Regions from separate parts of the Capra hircus genome. Here region 1 is linked to region 2. A link is a contact called in public Hi-C data. All regions are on one chromosome and are shown on one strand. The core of a region is the stretch at or near the end of the contact, and the rest is flanking DNA. Distances in the headings are between cores, read along the strand shown. Region 1 overlaps ARHGDIB (rho GDP-dissociation inhibitor 2). Region 2 has its middle 16 kb from the start of PDE6H.

Region 1 (6,030 bases), core at 1,776-4,275, 38 kb before region 2:
TGGGGGCTGTTGGGTCTGCAGAAATTAAAAGGCACTGTGAGCACAGAGAAGAGGTATATGCATACAGTGTGTGTGTGTGTACATTTCAAGTAGGAAAGAGAGAAGATGAAAAAGAAAAATGGATCTCTGTCTCTAGAGGAGACATAAGGATGGAAGTGGCAGATTCACCAGGCTTGGTCTTAGTGGCCTTGGATCTTCCTGTGATGTTATTTCTGCTTCAGGTACTTGTAGGCCCACCTTATTCATCAATAGCAAACATTTCCTGAGTGGCTATGGGTAAGGTACTCTGCAGTTGGTCAGGGTGCATCCATATCTTTGGGCCATGTCTGACTCTTCCGTTGTGTATTGGAAATGATGGATGTTAGGTAAGGAGAAGGAGAGAAGGAGAAAGAGAAGAGAGAATATGAAAGACCATGGAGAGAATCCAATTCTGAGTAATAGTCTGAAACTCCTTGTAAATCCTTCCTATGTGTTATTTTTGTCTATTTCAAGGCAACGTACACCTTATCTCCAAAGAAAACTTAATTATCCATCCATAACTTGGTCTGGCACATGGAGACTGCAGCTCACTCCCTTAAGCTTAGAAGCACTTGGTACCCTCTCCTTTGTACCTGCTCCTGAGTAGCTCAAATGTTTGCCTTTTCTATGCCCCTTGACCTGCCCCACTCTGTCTCCTAACATACACATACCTGCTACCACAGGACCATCCCCCAGGAGCGTTTTCTTGTACTTAATTAGACTTTCATCATCTTTGTCCATCTCCTGAAGCTCCTTCAGGGACTTTTGTGGGGGGGGTTTGTAGTTGAGCTTGCCATCCAGCTCATCGTCATCCTCTTCCACGTGTGGTTCTGGGGCCTTTTCAGTCATTTTGATCTAGAGGGAGACAGAAAGAGAGACAGTGATGATCTGTTGGCCAAAAGTCCATGGATATGAGCTGTGCTTGAGGGGCTGCTCTTAGTCTTGTCATTGTTTAGTCACTAAGTCCTGTCCAACTCTTTGTGATGCCATGGACTATAGCCTGCCAGGCTCCTCTGTCCATGGGATTGCTCAGACAAGAATATTGGAGTGGGTTGCCATTTCCTTCTCCAGGGGATCTTCCCGGCCCAGGGATTGAACCCACATCTCCTGCACTGGTAGATGGATTCTTTACCACTGAATCACCAGGGAAGCCCACTCTCAGTGCTATTTTTGCCCTAATAAACTTCTGTAATTGTCAATGATTTTCCAGGAGACTTCCCTCTGATTCAGCCTCATTCTATTTCACAAAATAAGACTATAACACATTCCAGGTTTTCCTGTGACATGTTTGAATGTTTTCATACTGTGATGAATCCCTCCTATTCACTCAATGAAACTGACAGTAAGTAACTCACTTGTGAATTGTATAAAACAAGTGAAGCAGCATAGCACAGGCTGTCCTGAACAATGAGCGAACAGCCCCAGTTCAGAGAGTTATAGAAATGATCATAGTCCTACAAACCCAGCCAGTCTTGCAGGTGTCAAAGTGCTCAGCATGTATCAATGCAATCCCAGTTATAATGGTGTCAAGTACTTGGTAAAGCAAGTTAGTTTTTCCCCATTCATTGCATCTTTCCCTGAACTCCTATAAGAGCTCAAAGGCAACTCATGAGAAGTTTGAGGCTCCTGTGATATCTGCCTGAGTGTCCTCCCCCTGCTCCCAACATTGCTAATAATTCCCTGAGGCCAGCTAGTGGGTTTGGTTTCTCTCTCACTTTAAAAATTTATTTGGCTGCCCTGGGTCTTCATTGCATCATATGGGATCTAGTTCCCTGACCATGGATCAAACCCAGGGCCCCTGCACTGGGAGCACAGAGTCTTAGACACTGGACCACCAAAAAGTCTCTTGAATCTCCTGAAACACTTGAATACTTGTCATTTTATAAGTGCTCATTGATTGGGTTAATAGGCTCTATATCTAATGAGCTTCTGTTCTTTTGAAATAACACAAAATAATAAAGGACTCCAACTTCTTCTAGACAAATTGCAACTGTCTCTTTAGTACCCTTCTATCCATCTCCACTTCTCCTTTAGCACCTCCTTCTCTTCTCCAGATCTCCTGTGACCTTATGCTCTAAGACCTCACCTGGGCATACCCTGTTTTCTTCCTACATCGTCTACATTTACTCGTTTTGTGTTAAAACATCAAGAGAAGATCTAATACAATTATTTACACTTAAGTGTTAATGACTGATTGTAAATTTAAAAATTATTTTTCTTAAAGCATGTATAGTCCGAGCTTTTCAGAGTTGAAATGAACTGTGGAGGTGATATAGTCAAAAAACTTGCTAGTCACTCAGTCGTGTCCCAACTCTTTGTGACCCCGTGGACTGTAGCCCACCAGGCTCCTCTGTCCATGGAATTCTTCAGGCCATAATACTGGAGTGGGTAGCCATACCCTCCCCTTGTTTTATTACTGAGAAACTCAAAACCCAGAGCTTAAGAGAACTGCCCAAGTTCATGTATCTCAATGAGATGCCCTGTCCTAATAAAGAGGAAGGAATCTCTAGGAAGAATTTCAGGCCTGGGATTCGCAGAAATGGAGCTATTTGGGGAAAAAAGGGAGATATTTAGACAAGGAGATAATTTCCTGGTTTCCTTTCATTCTGCTCCCAGGGTAACTCTCTTCCCTACCTTGGGTAAAGTCTTTACTATTCCGGAGCGGTAGAACTCTAAGACAATACCTATCACATCTCATCTTATGCGACCCTGCCAAGTCCTATAAGGTTCCTCTCAGAGTGAAGCTATCTGTGGCCAAAATCAGCTGTGGTTTCAACTTTTAATGTTGCTATTATTGGCAATGGGAAGAAAAATAATTTGGAAGTCAAACAAATGCAATTTTAACAGAGGAAAAAAAAGGAAAGGAAAAGAAATGATATCTCTTGGCTCATTTATCCTCTTCCAGAAAAATAACGAGCTGAACACTAGGAGCCTTGATCAACTCTTCAAACAGTATTGCATAGGCTGGGCCCACTTCCTGTGCAGGAAGGAAGCCTGTAGGCCTGTTGCTATGGCAACTCTTGCTTCTGCGGAAGAACCAGCACCACTCAGAGCTGAGCCTCTAGAGAACAGCACAATAAACAGAGTGACTAATTCAAGTCCTACTCCAAACAACACTCAGGGAAAGTGAATGAACTGGCTGGAAAGACGATGAAGGATGCAGTGGGTGGAGGTTGTCGGCTGTGGGTAGTTTAAGGACAACCATTAAGCCACAGATAAAGAACAATGCAGATGAGACTAATTAGATGAGACAGGTTCTCCTCTGGTGACACCCAGAACCCTGACCAAATACCCAGGGTAGAGGTCACATAAAAAAACTGCCGACAGAGCATCAGCAAAGCTATCACCATGTGAGGACATCTCAGCACTGCAGAGAGGCCTTTCTGGAATGTATTACTTGGTTCTCACAAGTCGTGTGCTTGGAGTTTGACTATGAGAGGATGACATCACATCCAGACACTAATTAGCTCAAGGTGATTTTAATAATCTGTAGGGAAATGACAACCCACTCTAGTATTCTTGCCTAGGAAAATTCCATGGACAGAGGAGTCGGGCAGGATATAGTCCATGGGGTCGTAAAGAGTTGGACATGACTGAGTGACTGAACACACACACAGAAAATTGTAATTCTGCACCCTCAAACCTCAATTTTGAAAGGAGAAGGAAACAGACACACACAGAGAGAAAGATCTGGTCTAGGACAGTACTTTCTAACTTTTAATAGTGTCATACTTGGCAACATAATTTATCTGTCATCTAGATCCTGATTTTTTAATTGGTGAGACATGTCACTTCTAAATTTTTATTATATCTAAACAGATATAATAATTGCTCAGTGAAAATGAGCCACACATTTATTTAATGTGAAGCAGAGAAATGGCAACCCACTCCAGTATTCTTGCCTGGAGAATCCCATGGATGGAGGAGCCTGGTGGGCTACAGTCCATGGGGTTGCAGAGTCAAACATGACTGACCAAGCAACTTAACTAACTAACTAACTAACTAGAGAATTGAAGAGCAGAGAATAATGTGGGATTACGATATGAAATTGTGGCAGTCAAGAGGAGGAAATTTGGGACCACATGAAAATAATTTGGTCTAATTATATAGCATAAGAAAAAGAGATATGAAGTCAGATGACTCCAAATCAGTTCACTCTGAAGAGCTGATTAGAAAAAAGGAAAAAAGGTGAAAATGTCATAAAATGATAAGGAAAGGACGGGAAAGCACTTCTCAGGGAAAGCCCTTCTGAAAGCAAAATGAAGGTCACAAATATTTGATGAGCATCTAGCATTTACAAGACACTGTTCTTTAGCACATACTGATGTTTAAGTTATTCTCCAAAGTGGAAAAAGTTGGGAGATGAGCAATCTAGCCGTACCAAAAATGCCCAGCTGGTTTGATTGGTGGTTCTTAATCTTTCTGGAGATTGCAAGTCTCTTTAAAAATCTAGTAAGAGTCATGGTCTTTATAAAAGGAGAAAACCAAAAGCCCATGAAATCGTGCAAGCAGCACAGGGATTCACGGAGCCCTGAAGTCCTTCATAGACTCTACTGGAGTTCATGACTAAGAACATGACTTGAAACTATAGCTTGGAAGCAGTGAAGCAAAGCACTGAGTGTTAAACATGGACTTCCCTGGTGGCTCAGATGGTAAAGCATCTGCCTACAATGTGGGAGACCCAGGTTTGATCCCTGGATTGGGAAACCCTCTGGAGAAGGAAATGGCACCCCACTCCAGTACTCTTGCCTGGAAAATCCCATGGACGGAGGAGCATGGTAGGCTATAGTCTATTGGGTTGCAAAGAGTTGGATACGACTAAGTGACTTCACTTTCTTTTTCACTTTTTGCTTCTCTCTGAAGCCTGGCCAGACTAACGACACAACTCAGCCTCAAGCCAAGGATCATGGCTGTGAACCTGAAACCCTGGACCTGCAGAGGCAGGAGGAGATACCAAGTAACGTCTGGATCTCAGGGAACATAACCATAGTCCAGTAGAAGAGCTGTGGTTTGGGAAGAGTTCTGGGTCAATCTACTTGATTTTGGATAATTATCCCCTCAATGAACTAGGCCTCATCACGCATGAGTTTTCATTCTGGCTTTGTCACTAACTAGCTATGACCCTGTGAGCAAATGTTCCAACCACTGTGATCTTCCTTTCCTCATCTTGGGAGGTGACGGGTTAGGGGAGACCGTCTCTAGGTGCTTCCTTTTCTAAAGTTGCTACCTGTAGTCAGGTGTCAGCTCAGTTGTCCTTCAATTACCTTATTTCACCTGTATAAAAGGCTATCTGCCTCTGTTTCATTGTTTCATATTTTTTATTTATGTGAATTCCCCAAAGAGTCTGCATTTGCAATTTTACAATTCATTTCCAGGGAATTTCAGATTCTCCTGAAGCCCCAACTGGTTAATATATCTTGACACCAGTTTCCCAAGCTAACTGTGTATGTATAGTTAACTACAAGTATCATTTTTCTCCTTCTAAAAATAGTTTAAAACTTTTTTGTTTGTGTTGTGTGTGTGTGTGTTTTGTTTGTTTTTCTTGTTGTTTGTTTGTTTGTTTTTTGGCTGCACTATGTGCCTTGCAGGATCTTGGTTTCCTGACCAGGAATTGAACCCTGGCCATGGCAGTGAAACCACAGAGTCCTAGCCACTGGACCACTGGGGAACTCCCTCATTTTTCTCTTTTTACCCTTCCATTTTGTAGGAATTTTAGGGAAATGCCAGGTTGCTCTCCAATTGCATCATCTAAAGAACAGCTTTTTTGTGTGTGTTGGAGTATAGCCAATTAACAATGTTATGATAGTTTCAGGTGAACAGTGAAGGGACTCAGTCATACATATACATGTATCCATTCCACCCCAAACTCCTCTCCCATCTAGGCTGCTACACAACATTGAGAAGAGTTCCCTGTGCTGTACAGTAGGTGCTTGTTGGTTATCCATTTTAGGAATAGCAGTGTGTACATGCCCATCCCAAACTCCCTAGTTATTCCTGCCCCCCACTACCCCC
Region 2 (6,423 bases), core at 3,008-5,507:
AGAGGAGCCTGGTGGGCTGCAGTCCACGGGGTCACAAAGAGTCGGACACGACTGAGTGACTTCATTTTTTCATTCATCATGTTGCTGAGACCAAGTTCATGCTACTTACTGCATGACAGTCCAACAAATCAAGAGATGAGTCATTTGGGGGAAGAATGGTGACTTTGTTCGGAAAGCCAGCAGACCTAGAAGATGGTGGACTAGAGTCCTGAAGAACTGTGTTGCTTAGGTTTGGATGTTATTTTATTTTATAGAACAAAGTAGGAGAGGTGTCAGGAGGTAAGAGAAGGCAATGACAACCCACTCCAGTACTCTTGCCTGGAAAATCCCATGGATGGAGGAGCCTGGTGGGCTGCAGTCCATGGGGTGGTGAAGAGTCGGACACAACTGAGCGACTTCACTTTCACTTTTCACTTTCATGCATTGGAGAAGGAAATGGCAACCCACTCCAGTGTTCTTGCCTCGAGAATCCCAGGGATGGGAGAGCCTGGTGGGCTGCCATCTATGGGGTCACACAGAGTCGGACATGACTGAAGTGACGCAGCAGCAGCAGCAGCAGCAGCAGCAGGAGGAGGTAAAATTTTAAAAGGTGATAATTTTTTTCAAGTATTTTCTGATTTTGGTCATAATCCAAAGGGGACTGTTAATTTCTTCTTTCCTGCAGCCATTTATAAATGGGCCTGGTCAGGATGTTTCCAGTGAGCTCAAACAGAGGTATTTTACCCCAACATTCAGACATGGGAGCCAGGGTTCCCGGAGATGGGCTGTCATGTATACTTCGCATGTGTGCATGCTCTGGTGTGTCCGGTTCTTTGCAGCCCCATGGACTACAGCCCACCAGGCTCCTTTGTCCATGGAATTTTCTAGGCAAGAATACTGGAGTGGGTTGCCACTTCCTTTTCCAGGGGATCTTCCCCACTCAAGGATAGAACCCAAGTCTCCTGCATGTCCTGCTTTGGCACATGGATTCTTTACCTTCGAGCCACCTGGGAAGCCCTATGTATACTTCAGGTTATAGGTAACATCCCGTTAGTGATTAACTTATAGCAAAAGCACTAGAATAGAAAGGTTAAAGTGAAAGAAGCAGATCCAGTATGGAGTCACATTTGTTCTTCCCTAGTGCACTTAGTGAAAGAAAGTGAAGTCGCTCAGTTGTGTCCAACTCTTTGCAACCCCATGGACTGTAACCTACCAGGCTCCCCTGTCCATGGGATTTTCCAGGCAAGGGTACTGGAGTGGGTTGCCATTTCCTTCTCCAGGAGATCTTCCCAACCCAGGGATCAAACCCAGGTCTCCTGCATTGCAGGCAGATGCTTTACCATCTGAGGCACCAGGGAAGCCATAGCACACTTAGTAGAAAATAAAAAAGTATAGAAGAAAAAGTAGGGTCTAAATTTAAAAGCGAAACTATGACCTGCAAGGTGAGTAGTGGTAAGGATGCCTTACCACCCTCAGGAGCTCCTGCCTCCACTCCTGCGCCTGTTTTCGAGGAGTTGCTTTGTTGGCAGCCAGAACCTTTAGTCTGCACTTGCTCTTCCCAGTGGAAGGGTGTGCCTTTCACTTAGGGATGCTGTGCTCTTCTCCAGCTGGAAGCCTGTCCACACTCAGCTTACTTTGCAAATGTTTTCTAAATGTGAAGCCATAACTTTGACACAACACAGTTCACCCAAAGGAACACAGCCAAGGGCCACGATGGAGAAGTATCTAGAAACTACCCTACATGAAGAACCGTTGAAGAATGTGTAATAGTTAGGCTGAAATAGAAAATGACCATTCCCAGCAATTTTTTTACAAAGTTGCAGTGAACAGGATGGTGCAAACATTTCCTGTAGGATCACCTGTAGGATTCTAGTAATTAATGGTAAGTTAGAATAGATATAATTCATTTTGTATTTCCAGTTTTATTGAGATATAATTGACACACAGCACTATATAAATTTCAGGAGTACTGCATAATGATTTTGACTTAAGTTTGTCATGAAACAATTATCACAATAAGTTTAGTGAACATCCATCATTTTCTATAGGTACAAAATTAAAGAAATAGGAAAAAATGTTTTTCATATGACAGAACGTTTAGAATTTACTCTCAACAGTTTTTACATATAACATATAGCAATATTAACTATATTTATCATCTTTCTGGGGCCTGTTATACAATTTTTGGACTTCCGTTGGCTCCGTGGGTAAAGAATCCGCCTGCAGTGCAGGAGATGCCGGAGACAGGGGTTCTATCCCCAGGTTGGGAAGCTCCCCCAGGGCTTGGCAACCCACTCCAGTATTCTTTCCTGGAGAATCCCATGGACAGAGAGTCCTGGCAGACTACAGTCCACGGGGTCACAAAAAGTCAGAAATGACCAAAGGGACAGCACACAAGCGCACACGTTACACCAACAGTACTAATTTATCTTATAACTGTTACTTTGTATCTTTTGACTGTCTTCATCTAATTCCCTCTCCTCCCAACACCCCACCTCTTGGTAACCACAAATCTATTCTCTTTTTCTATGAATTTGTTTTCTTGTTTGTTTGACTTTGAAGTATAATTTACCTACAACACTACATTAGTTCCTGTTACATAACATGGTGTGGAATAGACATAAAGCTCTTTCAAACTCTAAAGTTTCATTCTTTCTATTCCTAAATTCTAAATCTATCTTTTCTAGAATTTTAATAAGAAACAAGAAAATCCTGATTGCACAAACAGCACATAGGAAAGAGATAAAGCTAAATTATTGTCCCTATCAAACTCCCAGGAGTGGAGATGTCATATTAAGACAGAGTGAGGAAATTTTTAACAAAGGGACTATTTGCAAAGGTTTGGGAAGGGTTAAGCAGAATCTACGGAAGGTAGTAGAGTAACTTGGGGCTACATGACCAACCTAGACCTGAAGGAACCCTAAGGTCAGCTCTAATCATAAGAAACCACCACCACCCACCACCCACCTGGTGAGAGGGAGGTGGTCTTCAGTAGTGAGATACGGCCAACCCACCCTGATCACATGGGCAGTCAGGAGGGGAGGGGTGAGGCTAATTAACACCCCAACGTTGTTCTCCTGTGCTCTACTCTTGCCCTGATGCCTCCCATTGGATAAATCTAACTCTGAAGCAAAGGAGCTTATCAATGTGATCAGTAGGGTCCACTTACAACACCAAAGATCAGGTGGAGAAGGGTGGAAAGTGAGTGTGAAGAGGCAAGTTGGAAATGTACTGCATAGCAGTAGTATGGAAGAACAGACACTTTGTCAGCCACTGATGTTTACTTATAAGTGGGAAACAGCATGGATACGTTTGAAACCTCCAAATGTGATTCTAAAGGTAAACCTTGGAAGTGGAGGAAGCACAGTGTCAAATATGAAGAACACAACAGATGAAAGAGAACACTGCAGAAATTCTCATCAAATTTTAGGATTTGGAGGATTTAAAAAAATCTTTTATGTTTTGTTGATAAATAAGAGCTGTGGAGAATCTCTTCTTAAAATGCACAAAATTTGAGCCCCACTCCAGGTTTTCTGAATAAGAATCTCTAAGGAAGCTATCTTAGAATCTGTATTTTTCAAGAGTCCCCAATAATTCTTTGTTAAAACACTTTATTTTAGTTGGTATTTTTCACCATGGAGGATCTTAATCCCCGATCAGTGATCAAACCCATGCCTCCTGCAGCAGGAGGGCAGTCTTAAGCACTGGACCACCAGGGAAGTCCCTCCCCAGTGGTTCTTATATTTGTACCAGTTTGCACCCTGATGTGGCCCCAGACTACATTTTAAACATTAGGAATTAGCTAATGCTGAACATGTTGCCACCCAGTGACTGATTTAAGTGGTTCTCTGTGTTAGTCACTCAGTCGTGTCTGACGCTTTGCGACCCCATGACTGTATGTAGTCTGCCAGGCTGCAGAGTCCATGGAATTCTCCAAGAATACTGGAGTGGGGAGCCATTCCCTTCTTCAGAGGATCTTCCCGATCCAGGGAATTAAACCTGTGTCTCCCACATTGCAGGCAGATTCTTTACTGTCTGAGCCACCAGCCGCTGCTGCTGCTGCTAAGTCGCTTCAGCAGTGTCCGACTCTGTGTGACCTCACAGACGGCAGCCCAGCAGGCTCCCCCGTCCCTGGGATTCTCCAGGCAAGAACACTGGAGCGGGTTGCCATTTCCTTCTGGGAAGCCCTTATTTGCCTCTAGTAACATACGTAATGTGAGAGAATAGGGCCTAATAGTGTGAGTTCTGACTCAGACTCTTGTGTTGACTAATAGAATAGACAATGCCTCCCTCCTCCACACCTAACCCAGTTAAGTGCTTCTCCAGCTGCAGAGAATGTCAGAGAGTTCAGAATCTAAGTGCTGGACAAATTCCAAGAAGCCAGAGCCAAACCGGCACCATTATTCCTAGGGCTGACCTCTTGCCGGGGCCTTGCGAGGCCACTCTCCGTCCTTAGCCTCTGTCACTCCCTGTCCTTGTCTGCCTCCTCTGACAGGAGTAGGTGGACCAGGGACATAAAGAGCTTTTTCTGGACAGGTGGCGGCAGTGAACCTCACTTATCCTCCATCTCTTTCGTGTTTGTCGGTATCCTTGGGAAGAAGTTGGGGGTGATGGGGCTGGTGAGGTAGGCACCAATCCCTATTCCAGAGTTCCGAGCATCACAGTTAGAGCAGAAAATAGCATATAAGGAGCAAAAATGCTCCTCTGGTATGCATGCCTGAGGCAAACAGACACAGTTGCTATCAGACAATTGCTATGGTGCTGTTGACCTTGACTCTGAAAAAAAATCAAGCAGCACTGTAAACTGAGGAAAGGAGAGCGTTTTCTCAACAACTAGAGATGTGAAGGGAAAAGATACACAGACAAGAATAATCAGTAAGCCCAATATTCAGTGCAAGAGGGAAAATGATCACACAAGACTGAACAACATCAAAACCAATATTATGAGAACTAAGCAAATATGACACTGAATTATTTAAAAGAGAGAAGCAGAGGAGGGCTTATGTTTTATAGATGGCTAGAAGGGAAGGGTTACACAGGCCACAGAAACAGCATGTTTGTGTAAACTCGCTTGTGCTTTTTGCAACTGGAAATGAGCTGCTTGATTTCTAACATCACCATGGCGGAGTCAGACTGCTGAAAACTGAAATTTACAAGTGTGAATCATGGGGAAGATTCTCCACATCGGTCACACCATCTCCTTGGGGCAAAACAGCCAGGAGGCCTGGGCTCTGCCTGGCGGTGCTGCGCAGAGCCTGCTAAGTGATCAGGAATTCACTTGTCTTCTTTGGGCTCAGTGTGTGAGAATTAAAGCAAGGATATTGCATTAAATAATTGACAAGTATAAAATGCTAAAAACCAAGTAATAAATCTAGGCATATTTCAAACATGAACAAACCGTTTCTCTTTATGGCCAGAAGTCCTAAGTCACTGAGCCTCTTTCCAGCTTTTTGCATTGAATGGTTAACAACTTTCACGTTCCTCCAGGGCCCCCTAAACTAAATCGCATGCAGTGCTGCCACCTGCTGTCATGAATGAGCACTTCATGAGCACTGTGAAGACCTTATTTAACAAGAGTCTGAATCCATGGGGCTGATTCTGAATTTGTCCCTTTCTATTGACCAGTTTGAACTGTTAGGCTTCTTGGCTATTCATATTTGAAGTGCGGTGAAATGAAGTTGTGTCCGACTTTTTGCGACCCCATGGACTGTAGCTTACCAGGCTCCTCCGTCCATGGGATTTTCCAGGCAAGAGTACTGGAGTGGGGTGCCATTTTCTTCTCCGAGAGATCTTCCCCACCCCGGGGTTGAACCTGGGTCTCCCGCATTGTAGGCAGACACTTTACCGTCTGAGCCACCAGGGAAGTCTTATTCATATTTATCATGTACGTATTTGTCTACCCACAACATAAACATTAAAAGAGTATACAAGCGAACATAAACATTGAGAGTATACAAAATAAGCAAAGTCGCTCAGTTGTTTCCGACTCTTTGCAACCCCGTGGACTGTAGCCTACCAGGCTCCTCTGTCCATGGGATTTTCCAGGCAATAGTACTGAAGTGGATTGCCATTTCCTTCTCTAGTGGATCTTCCCGACTCAGGGATCGAACCCGGGTCTCTCTCAGTGTAGGCAGACACTTTACCGTCTGAGCCACCAGGGGGAACTAAAGACCATACTGCTGCCAAGTCTCTTCAGTAGTGTCCGACTCTGTGCGACCCCAGAGACGGCAGCCCACCAGGCTCCCCCATCCCTGGGATTCTCCAGACAAGAACACTGGAGTGGGTTGCCATTTCTCAAGTGAACATAAATTCAACATATGTCTTGTTTCCACGCACTGCTCTATGTCCATATCCAATGTGACTCTTGTCTTTAAGGAAAGGGGAATTTATGACTGAGTAATATTCCATTTATATATGTACCACATCTTCCTTACCCACTTTTCT

Evidence for each region. A called contact is a pair of places that touch in the nucleus more often than the background predicts.
Region 1: a contact with region 2 is called in a Hi-C map of blood, with 2.6 times the contacts expected there. The contact joins two enhancer-like sites. A contact is called at or near these places in 2 of 5 Hi-C or Micro-C datasets (both in blood).

What each region holds. Positions count from the first base shown.
Region 1 is chr5:93,549,881-93,555,910 of ARS1.2, reverse strand. ARHGDIB (rho GDP-dissociation inhibitor 2) reads right to left here. Exons shown (of 6, transcript XM_018048439.1): 2 at 690-873; 3 at 1-15. The coding sequence starts at 867. Among named protein-coding and RNA genes, the nearest start is that of ARHGDIB, 9.2 kb to the right of the region's middle. Within about 2 kb of position 3,025, at least 1 of the 5 cell types and tissues checked has an H3K27ac peak or open chromatin away from gene starts, as enhancers often do.
Region 2 is chr5:93,512,600-93,519,022 of ARS1.2, reverse strand. No RefSeq gene overlaps it. Among named protein-coding and RNA genes, the nearest start is that of PDE6H, 16 kb to the left of the region's middle. Within about 2 kb of position 4,257, at least 2 of the 5 cell types and tissues checked have an H3K27ac peak or open chromatin away from gene starts, as enhancers often do.